3 separate regions of the Mus musculus genome follow, and all the other regions are linked to region 2. Evidence: chromatin contacts called from public HiChIP or PLAC-seq data. All regions are on one chromosome and are shown on one strand. The core of a region is the stretch at or near the end of the contact, and the rest is flanking DNA. Distances in the headings are between cores, read along the strand shown. Region 1 overlaps Tdp1 (tyrosyl-DNA phosphodiesterase 1). Region 2 overlaps Gm26839 (predicted gene, 26839). Region 3 holds the start of Efcab11 (EF-hand calcium binding domain 11).

Region 1 (4,312 bases), core at 21-2,520, 290 kb before region 2:
CTGTGCGTGGTACCCAGCCAATGCCTGGTCAGTACATCGCTCAGGTGTGTGTCACCCCAGAACCTGCCTCACAGTGACTGTTGTCCCTGCTGGCTGGGAGGAGAGTTGTTATCACATCACTGTGAGCTGAGGCTTTCCCCTTCTCTATCTCCCATGCTTCGTGCTCTCACTCAGAGGTGAAAAGCTACAAGGACAAGGATGACCGACTTGAGACTCAGTGACATTACAGGGATTGCTTGGATAATTTTCGGCGAGGTAGGATCTCACGTAGACTGTCCTTGAACTCCTGCTTCTAGCTCGGCCTCCTAATTTTTAAAATAATAAACTAAAATCTCCAGACATGATCTCAATCCTTTACAAGATCCTGATGTTCCAGCAAAAACGTAAACCCTGGATACTCTCTGGCTGGGGAGGGTTCCACTCCACTGACGTCTCTGGATTGTGAGCTATTAGATTTAACCTACAGAATGTGCATGTGTGAGCTGCTCTAAGGAGCAAGGGTTGAACGGGGCCAAGGAAATAATGAATCAACTGTAGCACTGAGCAAACAAGAACAAATTAAAAACTAAGGTTAAAAATGATCTCTAGCCCCATGTTCATCCCCAAGGAACGTAAACTCATTTATCCTAGGTCTCTGCTTTCCGGTGTGTGATATTAAAAGAACCAAATAATTTTGATATGATTAAACAAAGGGGAGCTTCCCCTTTGCTCCTTCCCTGCTGCATTCACAGGGAAGCATCACCAAGCCAGCGTCTGAGGCAGTCTTCTGACCCCGCAAGTCTCTCCCGGGGGTGACAGCATGACCGACAAGCTCTCCATTGCTTGCTAGCCCAGAGGGACATCGGAACTTTTCCCCTGTGAAGCTCATTACACAGCGCAGACCACGTGCTCAGCACAAGAATCGGGCACCAGTGGCCCAACAAATCATACCGGGGCCCAAATGGTGACAGGGCTGGCAGAGGGCCTTCTAGAATCAAGAATGTATTTATCCTGGGGTCTCAGCTAAGGGCGAGAGACAAGGATTTCCTGTGTGGTGCTTTGCATTAAGGCTAAGCTGCCCCCACTGACAGCAATCTGTATTCTGAGCTGAAATTGGCATCTTGTGTGCTCAGAGCTAGAAAATGAGTATTTTATGCATGAGTCAGTACTTGAGTTCACTCTAAATTCTCTTTTGTCCCTTAGTGGACAAAAGCTACCAATTAGGGGTGGCCTGTAGATGTTACCCAGGACAAGTCAGAGAATGGAACTATCACTTCGTGCCTAACTGCTTCCAGTCTGGCTCCTTTTCACAACAGACTGGCAAAAATACTGCTGTATGCACACAGAGAGAAAGGCAGCCACAATACTGTCACTTTCCATCTCAGCTTCAGCAGGAAGCAGCGTCAGGCCAGACCGAGGACGGCCACTACCCCTAGCACACTGCTTCCTCTCTGGGGGCAGCAAGGCCCAAACTTCCACTCCTGGATTAAAAGAGAGAACAGCCATCTTCTGTCACAGTCTTTTGCCAAATCCCCTCAAGAGAAATGTGATTTGTAAAAATATTAAAGTAAAGACAACTGCATTTTGTTGTTTTTTCCACTTGAAAAGCCGAATAACCCTAAAAGTACTTGGTGAGAGGCTATGAAACTAAGTTAAAAATAAATCGAGCTGTCACTGGCTCACGTGAGAGGAAGAGGTGGGCCAATTTCTCCTGAGCCATCTCAGAGGAGTTCACTGGAGCCTTGCAGACTGGCAACTTTCCATAAAATCAGTTTTCCTTTATCAGAGTATGGGGCTGACTAATAATAGACTATTCAATGTAATTCATTCTTGCCAAATGACAGAACTTTTAAAAGCAGGTCTGTCACAAGCCCTGACTTAGCACGCAGAGTTGTCTATGACCACAGAACTACTCTTGAATTCTGTCTGCCAATGGCCTTGGCAGATGTCCTAAGCAATAGGCAGAGGCCTCCGAGGCACAGATCACACGCTTCCATGCTGACAGAGAGCTCCTTGATTATGTCCTTTGACCAATTAAAACCATACCTTCCCCCACTTCATAAAAGTTGCTTACGTGTGGTGTGTTCCAAATGCAATATCCAACTTTGCCTAGGATAGGAAAAAAGTAATTTATTTTAAAAAGTTGCACTTAAATGCTTAATTTTCCTGTCTACCGAAAATTAAATGGGGAAGGGAACAAGGCAACTCTTTAAAAACAAAACAAAACAAAACAAAACAAAACAAAACAAAACAAAACAAAACTGTTTGACTGCCCTCTATTGGACAAACAGAACACAGCTTTTATTACAGTATGCAGCAGGCTCATTTAAAATACTTTGGTTGGGGGCTTGGGGGTGGGGTGGGTGTTACCTAATATGATTTAATACATATTACATTTTTAATTACAGAAGTTATAAGTGGGAAACCTAATCTTTTAGTTGCCAAAAAATATAAATGTGATCCCAAACAAAGTTTTAAATAAGATATTTGGCTCCCAAGAAAGTTAGCATGAACAGAGTTTTAAGAACAGATTTAAACAGCATGGAATTGGTGGCAACATAAAGACATCATGATGCTAAGTTGAAAGAGAAAGTTTCATACAAAGGCAGCAGAAGCTGGAGATAAACACCGCCAAGCCCACCTTGTAATCCAGAATGAGTTTTATAAGTGCCGGTATGTCGAGGGTAAACATTTTATCTAACATCTAGCACAAGAGACCCAAGTCAAGCAGGATATGCCAGAAAGAATGGCTATGGAACAAACAAGTCGCTGAGTGATCAGTTTAGGAATACACTGCCTGGCCTCAAATCCTGCCTCACAATTTGCCTGACTTTGGAAAATAACTTATGTTCTATGACTTTGCTTTTGCCTGATTAAAGTGGGCTATTGTTATGAGATTTAGTTGTTAGGGAGAATGAGAAAATATGCCTAAGTGCTTAGGAAAGAGGTCTTTTGTTGTAAGCAATACATCTATGTAAACAGTGTCCTTTCCCAACCATAGGATGGAAGGATGGGACTGGCTGCCAGGGGAGACATGGACAACTGGACTATGAAGTGGGTAGCAGGCAGTCTGCAGAGGCTCCTAGCAGACCCACGAAGCTTGGGGAAATACATGAGGACCAGCATGCATTTGTGCTGTTTGACTAGAGAAGAAAGTTAGGAACTGTATTTCACATCTGTAAAACTACACAATCATTTTACCAGCTCATTTTTAACTGAGAAAGCACAGTGGCTAGGAGAACTGGCTCCCGAGTTTAGTTGGCTACAAGTTACATGCTTCAGGCCAGACTAAGGCACAAACAACAGGGATAAAAGCAACTTCAGCAGATAATCTTTAGCGCATGCTTCTTTTTGGGCTAATGGACCAACTCTTTCAAACGCTGTACCGATGCCACTAGGAATCCATTTTATACACGAACAAGTTAGATTTAACCAAATGGGAAGTGACAAAGCCAGAATGAACATCATGGAATGAGCCTGTGTGTCATCCCCACCCTCCAACTCACACATCAAAGGGCAGAGCCAAGAGGGTCAGTGTTTAGTGAGACAGACTTGGTGGCGTATGTGGGTCTCCAATACAATCAGAGTCCTCACTGAGACCAGAGTGCTAGTGGACCCTCACTTCTCTACCATGAAGAATACTGGGAGAACACAGCAACCACAAGGCACGAGCAGAGTCTTTACCAAGAACCAGAGTGACCTGTACCGTGACCTGACTCTGGCTTCCTAGATGTCTGTTATTTAAGCTGCCCAGTCTAAAAAAGAAAAAAGTTTTCCATCTATAAATGTTACTACAGTAGCCAAGGCACAGTCATATACCCAGACCTAGAGCTGAGGCAGAACTCAGACAAAGTATTTGAGCCCCTTGTTTCCAGCCCCTTGCACTAAATACACAGCCAACTGATTCCCGGATGACTGCTATTACCAGAAACACTCAATATGGAAAGGCACTTCAGCAGGACAGGACAGGGCCACAGTTCTCCTGCATCTCCCACTGGAGCAGTGGTTCTCAACCTGTGGTTGTAATCCCCTTTTAGAGTTGAACAGGGGTTGGCTAGGATTATCAGAAAACACAGATATTTGCATTATGATTCACAATAGTAGAAAAATTAGTCATGAGGTAGCAACAAAATAAAGTTATGGTTGGGGTCAGCACAGCATGAGGAACTGTATTGAAGGGTTGCAGCATTGGGGAGGTTGAGAACCACTCACTACTCTAGAGTGAGGCACTCAGGTGAAGTGCTTTGTAAAGGTTTTGGGAGCCATGTGTGCTTATGCCCTCTGGTGGCCATCCTGCTCACCGCCCCCCCCCCCCGGCACAAGGCTCTCTTAA
Region 2 (3,979 bases), core at 296-2,795:
GTTTGCCCAAGCAGAACGAAGCCACTTGAGTCTAACTGGTTGATCATGGCGTTCCCAGCATTTACGGCAGCGCCCAATACTTAGATGATGTCCGAGAAGCCCGGATATAAATGAACACCAAGTCCAGAGAGAACCAGGTTTGCGCATCAGCCCTAAAGCCCTGTGCTGTACCCTCCTTCCCTGCTGTTTAGCCACCCAGGATACCGAATACTGTTCCGGTTTACCAAGGGAAGCCTTTTTAAAAGGTTTTGGCCTTTCTTCTGAAGCTGCGGGGGGGTGGGGGGGGCACCACTGAGGATTGCAAAGGGAAGCACATAGTGTCCCCTCGTTTGTCTTCTGTGATCCAACTCCTGTCTGGACTGTCCAGCTGCTTAAAACACTGTCAGTGCCCTGTCACATGGGTTCCAAAAATAGCCCCTCCAGGAGACAAATGACGTGACCTTGGGTGCTGGCTATGCTCTGGATACGCTACTGGTGGGAGGATTCTGTCCATTGGGACTTTTTCCCTTCAGACTCAGGGATGTGGCTGGAGGCCATGCTGTCCTCAGCCTGTCTGTCTACTCTTAGGTTGGACAGTCTTAGAGTCTCTCTTCCATCTCCTCTTAAACTTGTATTTTCCAGAACAGCACCTAGATTTCTAGCAAGCAAACAGTACCTCCAGGCGTTCTGACGCAGGAGCTCTCACAGGGCATTAGCTGCCTTTGTATCACACTATTGTAACACTTGCTTCACTCCGCACTTTATGGCAAGCTGCCTTTCTACATCCTAGATTTTATACTTCTTCTTCTTCTTCTTCTTCTTTTAATACAAATGCTTTATTTAACAATTGTAGGTCATTCCATGGGCTAAATCGTGGATATCCAGAACCCAGCATCAAGCACAACCTTCGAGCTTCTCTTTCTGACTCCAATAGGGTGAGCATGTCACCCTCTCGAAGGGGGCCTTTGACATTTTGGATGATAGGGCGGCTGGTGTCACCCATAAATTCCACTCACACCTGCGTGCACTGTCCCTGCGAACCAATCCTGCCCAGCACTTTGGTTACCCTAGCCAGCTTGATGGGCTGCACGCGACTCGTGTCCATGATGGCGCTGATCTGGCGGAAAGATTTTACACTTCTTAAAACGAACATTCTCTTTCCATTTTCCTCTCCTCCCAGCTCAGGCCTTGCCCGTATCAACCGTTTCATAGTCACAGATCAACTGGCTTCAGTGGATGAACCGTTATCAAGCAAGAAGGAATTTTTTTTTTCTGCTCTGATTCGAGGGTCTGGTTGAACCTCAGGAGGAGACATGGGAAAGGCTGAGTAAGGGTCAGGGGATGCGACCTTTCCTTCTGACAGTTTGTCTGAATGTTTTCTCTCTCCCTTTATTACTGGGGATCAAAAGGAAGGAAGGAAGGAAGTGGTACGCGTGTGCCTTACAGGGCTTCTGCCAAGATCGATACTTTCTGTTTACAGATGATTTCCTTTCCATTTCTGTAGCGTTCTTACAAAGGGGAAAAAGAAGAAAAGAAGAAGAAGAAGTAAAGAGAAACTTGCAGCTGGGGAGAAGTCATTGGGAATTAAATGAATTTGTTGACCAGATTTTTTTTTTTTGACTAGCTAACACCATTCTATTTTCCCAATATCATTTTTTTAACTTTACTCATGTGACCCCACATTTTTCTTTTAAGGCTAGATATCTAAAAAAGAAGAAGAAAGAAAAAAGAAAAACAAAAAACTCATCTATTTTTGAGTTGAGTTGGTGTTTGCATGCGGGCACGTGGCTCTAGTAGATGCAGTTTACCACCATTATGCAATAAGTCTTTCACTTCTGCAGAAACACGAGGTCTATTTTTGCAGTTCCCACTCCTTGTGCTGAATGTAAAAGCCCCAGAAGGAGAGTGTTAAGAAAGTAAGGATTTATGCACCAGGCACACTCCCTCCGGGGCTGAGCCGAATACTTCCTTCTCCACGGTTTTGCAGGTGGTGTGGGTGGTGGAAGAATATTGAACTTATGCTGGGCTCCACTTTTCTAATTAGAACCTGAATCTTTGCCTCCTTGACCCAAAGGATGTCAAAGAAGGACACATTGAAGGCTCAATGGTTTGAATTCCTGTAAAATAGAAAATTTTGTTTCTCCCTCCTTTTTTTCTGTCCATATTCCTGAAGATTAAAACCAAACTTATTTTTCTTCCATTGGCTGCAGTGGTGGTTCTCTGTGTGTGTGTGTGTGTGTGTGCGCGCGCGCGCGTGTGCGTGTGCGCATTAGGCATCTTCCTCTGTCACTGCTTGCCTTAATTTCTGATGCAGATCTGTCAGTGAAGCTGAAGTTCCATCCGTTCAGCTAGACTGGCTGGAGTAGACCCCAGGGAGCACGGTGGCTCTGCTGCCCCAGCACTGGGATCATAAGTGTGTGCTGCCACACCCAGCTTTCTACAGGAATCCTTGGGATCCAAACTCTGTTCTTCATGCTTGCACAAAAGCACTTCGCTGAGCTACTTTTTAACCTCTCTTTGGGCTGCTTTTGATGACAGCTTCAGAAGGCTGAGCTTATTTCTAAAACAAAAACAAAAAAACCCTCACATTTTTTAACAAGTGGTTTTGAATTGCTGTGTTGTGTTTCTTTGAACTTTCTTCAAAAACCTGAAGGCCTGAGATTAGAATAATGGAGCCCAGACCCTTCTATGGCGTCTGCCATTTTTCTGATTTACTCAGGTGCTTAAACCTTAGGTTAAGCCTTATGAGTCTCCATCTGAGAGAAGAAAAGAGTGCTCAATTGCAAAGTAGTTAGTGATCTGGCAACGCCTCAAGGACGGTGCTGTCATCTTCCTGAGGTTGGAAAGATGGCGTAGCTATTGGGAGCAGGAGTGAAAGCCCAACCATGACCCATCATGGACGCCCACGATACTATCTCTGTGTTAAGACCCTACTGACAGAAGCAGGAAGCTTCAGACAGACAGCTCACAATTTCAAACATCTGGGCGTGTTGATCCTCGCACCTACACGGGATGCTGGCCACTGGCTGGACATTTTCTTAGCATTCTAACAATTCTCAAAGAGGTGGCTGCAGTACAAAATGTGCCAGTTGGCATCTACTAATCTAGCTATGTTTGTCTTTTCCTGTCCCTAGCACCTGTTGAGAATGTGAGGTTCTCGGTAACCATATGTGTGCCATGGGCGTCTCTTAAAAGATATTAGCAGCTGCAATGTACATATCAATGAGAGACAGGTTAAATTGAGTTTCACTGGTAGTGATGTATCCAGAACATTACCATTTTGATGGACGATCAATATAAACATATGAGTCCAACACGTTGATTTCCCTCTTCCTGCTATGTCTTGGAAATCCAGCATCTAGTCTGTGCCTTGCAGCACATCTCAGCTCAGGCCAGTCATATTTCAGGAGCTGTGTGTTATGAGCATCTTCCTCATGGTATCATTGATACAGCGCATGCCCATCACTGTAGGAAAGTTCTGTTGGACAGCACATATGTAGCCTAGTCCTGAGGATTGTTATCTAGAAATTTGTCTTTGTGAAGAAGGCATTGCCTGTCATTTTTACGTTTCAAAGAGCCTCAGGGCAGTGTCTTTCTGGCATCAGAGTAACAAGAAAAGTCTGTTTCTCACTTTTTGGACCTGTTTTCCCTCAGGCCTCAAACTGCAATAAAGCCCCCAAGAAAGCAGACAGCACAGCCACTGTCCCTACCATGCCAGGACCCAGCTGTTCCCCAGAGCACATGTCTTGTCCACACTGATCTCGTGGGTTGTTGTCTGCTGATATAGTCATTAAGATAGCAATACTTTATGACCCTAAGTGTGGTGGTTTGAATATGCTTGGCCCAGGGTTTGGCACTATTAGGAGCTGTGGCCTTGTTGGAGTAGGTGTGACCTTGTTGGAAGCCACAGTGTCACAGTAGGGGTGGGTTTTGAGACCCTCCTCCTAGCTGGAAGTCAGTATTCTCCTGCTTGCCTGCAGAACAAGATGTAGAACTCTCA
Region 3 (4,351 bases), core at 228-2,727, 270 kb before region 2:
GCTCTGCCCAGACACAATTCCAAGCGTACAGACTCATTTCAACCTCAAGACAGCCCAATATCACGGCGGTGTCCCTGGTGTGGAGCGTGGTCCACGGAGGGAGCGAAGGCCAGCGGCTCTGCAGCGCGTCCCAAGGGTTAGGAGCGCAGGGTCCGGGGCTCCCGGGACTCAGAGCGGAGGAACCCTGCCCAAGGACCCCGGCCTCGCCGCTCTCCTCGCGGTCCTCACCGAGCCCTGCTGGCCTTCCACTACCACATCTGATGGCAGCGGCCATCGCGCCGCCATGAGGAGGGCGGGCGCAGAGTTACCGCCGCCGCTGCCGCCAGAGCCCGCCCCGAGCCGGCGCCCGCAGCGGCAGACACCTACCTGACCCGCCAGGCCGCCGCCGCCGCCGCCGAGACTCCGCCCCGCGGCGCGCCCGCGCATGCGCGCAGTTCAAACTCGCCGGCGCCGCCGCCTAGCTAGCCAGCCGCTTCCCCTTCCGGAAGCCCCCCACTGGGTCCTAAAGACAGCCTCATTTGCCTGAGACCAAGAGGACCAGAAAAGAGCCGAATGAACGCCTCACTCTCTGCTAGTTTCCTGTTGAAAGAAGAGAGAAACAGAAAGCTGTGGTAGCTTCTCTCTCGAGGTTAATTTGCAAACAACGACTCCATTCTGGGGATGCTTTTAGGCAGCTTCAGGCTCTCAAGGCTAAGACAGCGGCGTGCTCTGGGAGATGGGTGAGCGGTAGAAAAAGACAGCTGCTTCAGACTTTAAAATCGACTGCTAGATAAAAAGTTAAATGAGCTCCCATCAGACTCAGAACCTCCTTTGAAGGTTTCTCCTTTGAAACGGTCATGTTCTTGTCAATCTCACTGATTTGCCAGAAGGGTAGAGGGTATTCCTCATCTTCTATAAAGATGTCTGGTATGGGATTCTTGTGCTGTTCCTTAAGTCAGCCTCACGTCAGGCATCGCCTTCCGGGGGGTTGAATAATCAATTCTGTGTAAACATTCAAAAAAACGGGACATTCCGTTTAATTGTCCTAGACACAGTGTTACGTGCCAGGGTTACCAAGAGGGCGAAAATAAACATAGTAGCTGCTCTGCGAAGGCCGTCCAAAGACTTGCAGTTTAAAAATGAATCTTGGTGTTCACTCATTATTTGTGTTTGTGTGCTTTTTTTTTCACATTCTTCGTGTGTCTCCTGCCAAATCTAGCAATGACACGGGTCAGAATAATCAAAAAGAGTTTATTGTAAATTTGGGAGAGAGCCTGAAAGCAATCAAAACGAGTTAAGAGAGCCCAGAGGTACCAGACCTCCCTTAAGACAAGAAAAATCGAGTAGGGGCGGGGCCAAGGTCTGGGAGCGGGCCTTGAGGCCCCGCCCCATCGTTAAACAGCGCCTTTAACCAATGACAGTACGAAATCAACGCCAGTGGCTCGGAGACTGACCAATGGGAGGAGACGTTGGAGTTGCGCGGCGAAGTTGAGTCCCAGCGGTGGTGGGCGAGGCCGCAGTGGCTGGTCTGTGTTCTCGCTGCAGCGGAGGAGACGCCTGGCTTGGTCTCCGTGTCGGTGGCGATGTTCTTGTCAGAGGCAGGCGCAAGGCCCCGAGCAGGCGAAGCCAGCGCCTCAGAACGCAGGAAATGGGTGAAAGTAGGTGTGGGAGCGCGACCCGAGTTCAGACTTAAGCCTGACCAGGGCCACTTCTGTCACCCCTCTTGGTTCTGGCATTGCTGCAGGACTCTGATCACTTCCCCGCCCACCACACTGTCCACGGATAATCACCTCGACCTCCTATCCGTCCCATCACCTTCCCAATCCCAGGACTGAGCTTTCGAGTACAGTTTATTCCAGCGGTTTAGAGGAATGGATTTGTCAGCCCCTTAAACTTGGTCAAGTTCCTTAAACTTTGGGGAGAGGGGACAGAGGGAAATCTTTAACTCGGCGGTTATATTGCTTGAGAATTAAAACTAGAGTACTGAAACTGCATTTTGAAAGCTCCACAACCAGGTTGAGTTTAAGATGTCTGTGTTTCTGGTTTCTGGCTTACTAACTGTAGATGTTTAATATTCCTTAGGTATTTAAAGCATGCGATGAAGACAACAAAGGCTACCTAAGCCGAGAGGACTTTAAGGTTGCGATTGTAATGCTGTTTGGGTACAAACCCTCCAAGGTTAGAACGTTTCCTCTCTTCCCCTCGTCTCCTTCTCTCTCCCTTCCTCTTCTCCCTTCTTTAGATGGGGCGGATAATGCTGTAGAAATGAATCCTAAGAAAACTGGCCAGGAATACTTTCTGATACCTGTAGAGCAAATCTCTGATTTATAAGCCTAAAATGCCTCCACCACCTAATTCCCCGCAAACCCCTCCCCCCTTTAAAGGCCCAAACAGGTGCAAACTAGGTATCTATGCCAGTAGAGGCAACAAACATCTCCACGAGTATTTATAAGAAATATAGGGTGGTAGAGAGTGGGAGTCTGGGAGGGGAAGGTGGTCTTGTAAGAGGAAGAATCCACCGGCTAGCTGATACGTATAGTAAAGTTTCTGGGTGGCTTTATTTAATTGGTAAAAGTAATATGTTCATACAGTCCACAAGATCCCTTCTCTTTACGCTAGACTGGGGTCCCACTTATCAGGGGTTAACCAGTTTCTTCTGTATTGTTCTACATACAGGTATAGGCACAATCTTCTACAGAAGTTCCACACTGTTTTATCTTAACATCCATTTTCCACTTAGCAACAAACCCAAAGCAAACCACATTACCATCTTAAAATACAGTTGTACAATATTCTCTTTAGCCAGTTTACCCTTTGTTGTTGTTTGGATTAACCTGCAAGCATTGTCTCAGTGATCATCATGTTACATCTACATACACCCATAGATCATGCCTTTTGTGGAATACATGCGCACATGTGCCTCTGGGTGTGTATGTGAGTGTGAATAAATCATGGATATGTAATTGCTGTACTTGGGAGCATTTGATAGATCAGGAATTCAAGGTCAATTTGGACTACACAATGAGACAACATTTTAGAACAATGACAAAGAAATGAAGATACCAAAATTCTTGGAAATATAATTGCTAAGTCTAAGGATGTACACATTTGACTTTAATTATCTTTCTTTTTTTCTTTTTTTAGAGAGGTAGGTAGGTAGGTAGGTAGGTAGATAGATAGATAGATAGATAGATAGGCAGGCAGGCAGGCAGGCAGGCAGGCAGGCAGGCAGGCAGGCAGGCAGGCAGGCAGGCAGGCAGGCAGATTGTGGCCCAGTGAGCTTCCTTAGGGTGGTTTACAGAAGGTGGGCACCTTATAGCCCCTCTGCCTTCCTTGGCAGGGTTTTGACAGGCCAAGTCTTGTACAGGTAATCACAGCTGTTGTGAATTCAATGGTGCAGAAACCATATGGTGCTCAGAAGCCAGCACTGCGTGTCACTACCCCCACTTCCTCTGATTCTTACTCTTTCCACCCTGTTTCTTCCACACGTTCCCTGAGTTCCACAAGTACACCCTGTGGAGGGTGGACTTGAAATACTCTGGCTGTTAGTTTCCCGAAAAGGCTGCACACCTCCTCAGTAATTAGACCACAGCTGAGCCCCAGTGAACCTTCTATTTTAGTATGATAGTTTCCTATTTACCCCTGTCTCTGTGCTGTTCTGCTTGCCTGTTATAAGCAGTTTAGAGACAGATCCATTCTTGTTAAGCTGCCGGACTGGAACTAATCAGAGTCAAGGCACTGTCCAAATACAAAAGAGTAAACCACAACCATCAAGCAGAAGTAGCACTCAAGTCTGCTTGGAATTCCCCCAAACTCCTCTCCCCAGAACTCACAGTTAGGGCTCTCCTGCTCCTCCTGAGTTGGGGTATCCAGGGACTCTGTGATACCCCATGTCTGTGCCCTTCGATGTGCTTAAATGCACCACAACTCCACCATAAATATATTCCCGCCCCCCAATACGGTTTGCAGACAGCTCGGGGTGGATTCAGAGTGGGTGGAGATTTTTAGCTCCTGAGAGGCCAGCTATGAGATCAGAGTGCTAGCCTGAACTGGCTTTGAAATTGCGGCAGCTCTGCTAACCTGCAATCATTTCACCTGGAGTCCCAAGGCAGGCGACCTGTGCAGGCTGTGGATGTTTTAAAGCATCGTATTTAACCTGGAAAGATAGCTTGTCTCATTTTGCTTTTTATCCCCCTTGAGTCTACTTATTTTAACTTTAGGCCAGGTAGAGAATTTTATGACAGGGACAGTGGTAATGTGCGTACGCTGGCTGAAATGTGACAGCTTTTACTTTGCGTATTGGGTTGAGGGTTTACAGGGTTTTTTTTAAAGTCTTTGTAAGGATTTACCGTATTTATGCGTATGGGCATAT

What was found. HiChIP or PLAC-seq counts read pairs in DNA pulled down with a chosen protein or histone mark.
Region 1: an H3K4me3 HiChIP or PLAC-seq map of bone marrow-derived macrophages shows a contact between it and region 2, with 3 times the contacts expected there. The contact joins two enhancer-like sites. A contact is called at or near these places in 2 of 115 datasets of contacts at active chromatin or transcription factors (bone marrow-derived macrophages and large pre-B cells) and 1 of 9 other capture datasets (adipose tissue).
Region 3: an H3K4me3 HiChIP or PLAC-seq map of bone marrow-derived macrophages shows a contact between it and region 2, with 2.8 times the contacts expected there. The contact joins the promoter of Efcab11 here to the enhancer-like site in region 2. A contact is called at or near these places in 4 of 39 promoter capture datasets (3T3-L1-derived adipocytes, embryonic stem cells, frontonasal cranial neural crest and 1 more), 3 of 115 datasets of contacts at active chromatin or transcription factors (bone marrow-derived macrophages, large pre-B cells and stem cell-derived neural progenitor cells) and 3 of 9 other capture datasets (adipose tissue, liver and macrophages).

Annotation. Positions count from the first base shown.
Region 1 is chr12:99,900,124-99,904,435 of GRCm38.p6, reverse strand. It overlaps Tdp1 (tyrosyl-DNA phosphodiesterase 1), which reads right to left. Exons shown (of 16, transcript NM_028354.5): 6 at 2,054-2,088. Among named protein-coding and RNA genes, the nearest start is that of Tdp1, 18 kb to the right of the region's middle. Within about 2 kb of position 1,270, at least 83 of the 459 cell types and tissues checked have an H3K27ac peak or open chromatin away from gene starts, as enhancers often do. A contact at or near this core is called in bone marrow-derived macrophages, where this site is marked.
Region 2 is chr12:99,606,332-99,610,310 of GRCm38.p6, reverse strand. All of the region lies in intron 2 of Gm26839 (predicted gene, 26839), which reads right to left. It overlaps Gm35644 (a long non-coding RNA gene), which reads left to right. Exons shown (of 4, transcript XR_001780667.2): 4 at 1-215. Among named protein-coding and RNA genes, the nearest start is that of Gm35644, 12 kb to the left of the region's middle. Within about 2 kb of position 1,545, at least 31 of the 459 cell types and tissues checked have an H3K27ac peak or open chromatin away from gene starts, as enhancers often do. A contact at or near this core is called in bone marrow-derived macrophages, where this site is marked.
Region 3 is chr12:99,880,568-99,884,918 of GRCm38.p6, reverse strand. It overlaps Efcab11 (EF-hand calcium binding domain 11), which reads left to right and starts at 1,477. Exons shown (of 6, transcript NM_030172.2): 1 at 1,477-1,637; 2 at 2,062-2,157. The coding sequence starts at 1,563. Tdp1 (tyrosyl-DNA phosphodiesterase 1) reads right to left here and starts at 401. Exons shown (of 16, transcript NM_028354.5): 1 at 367-401.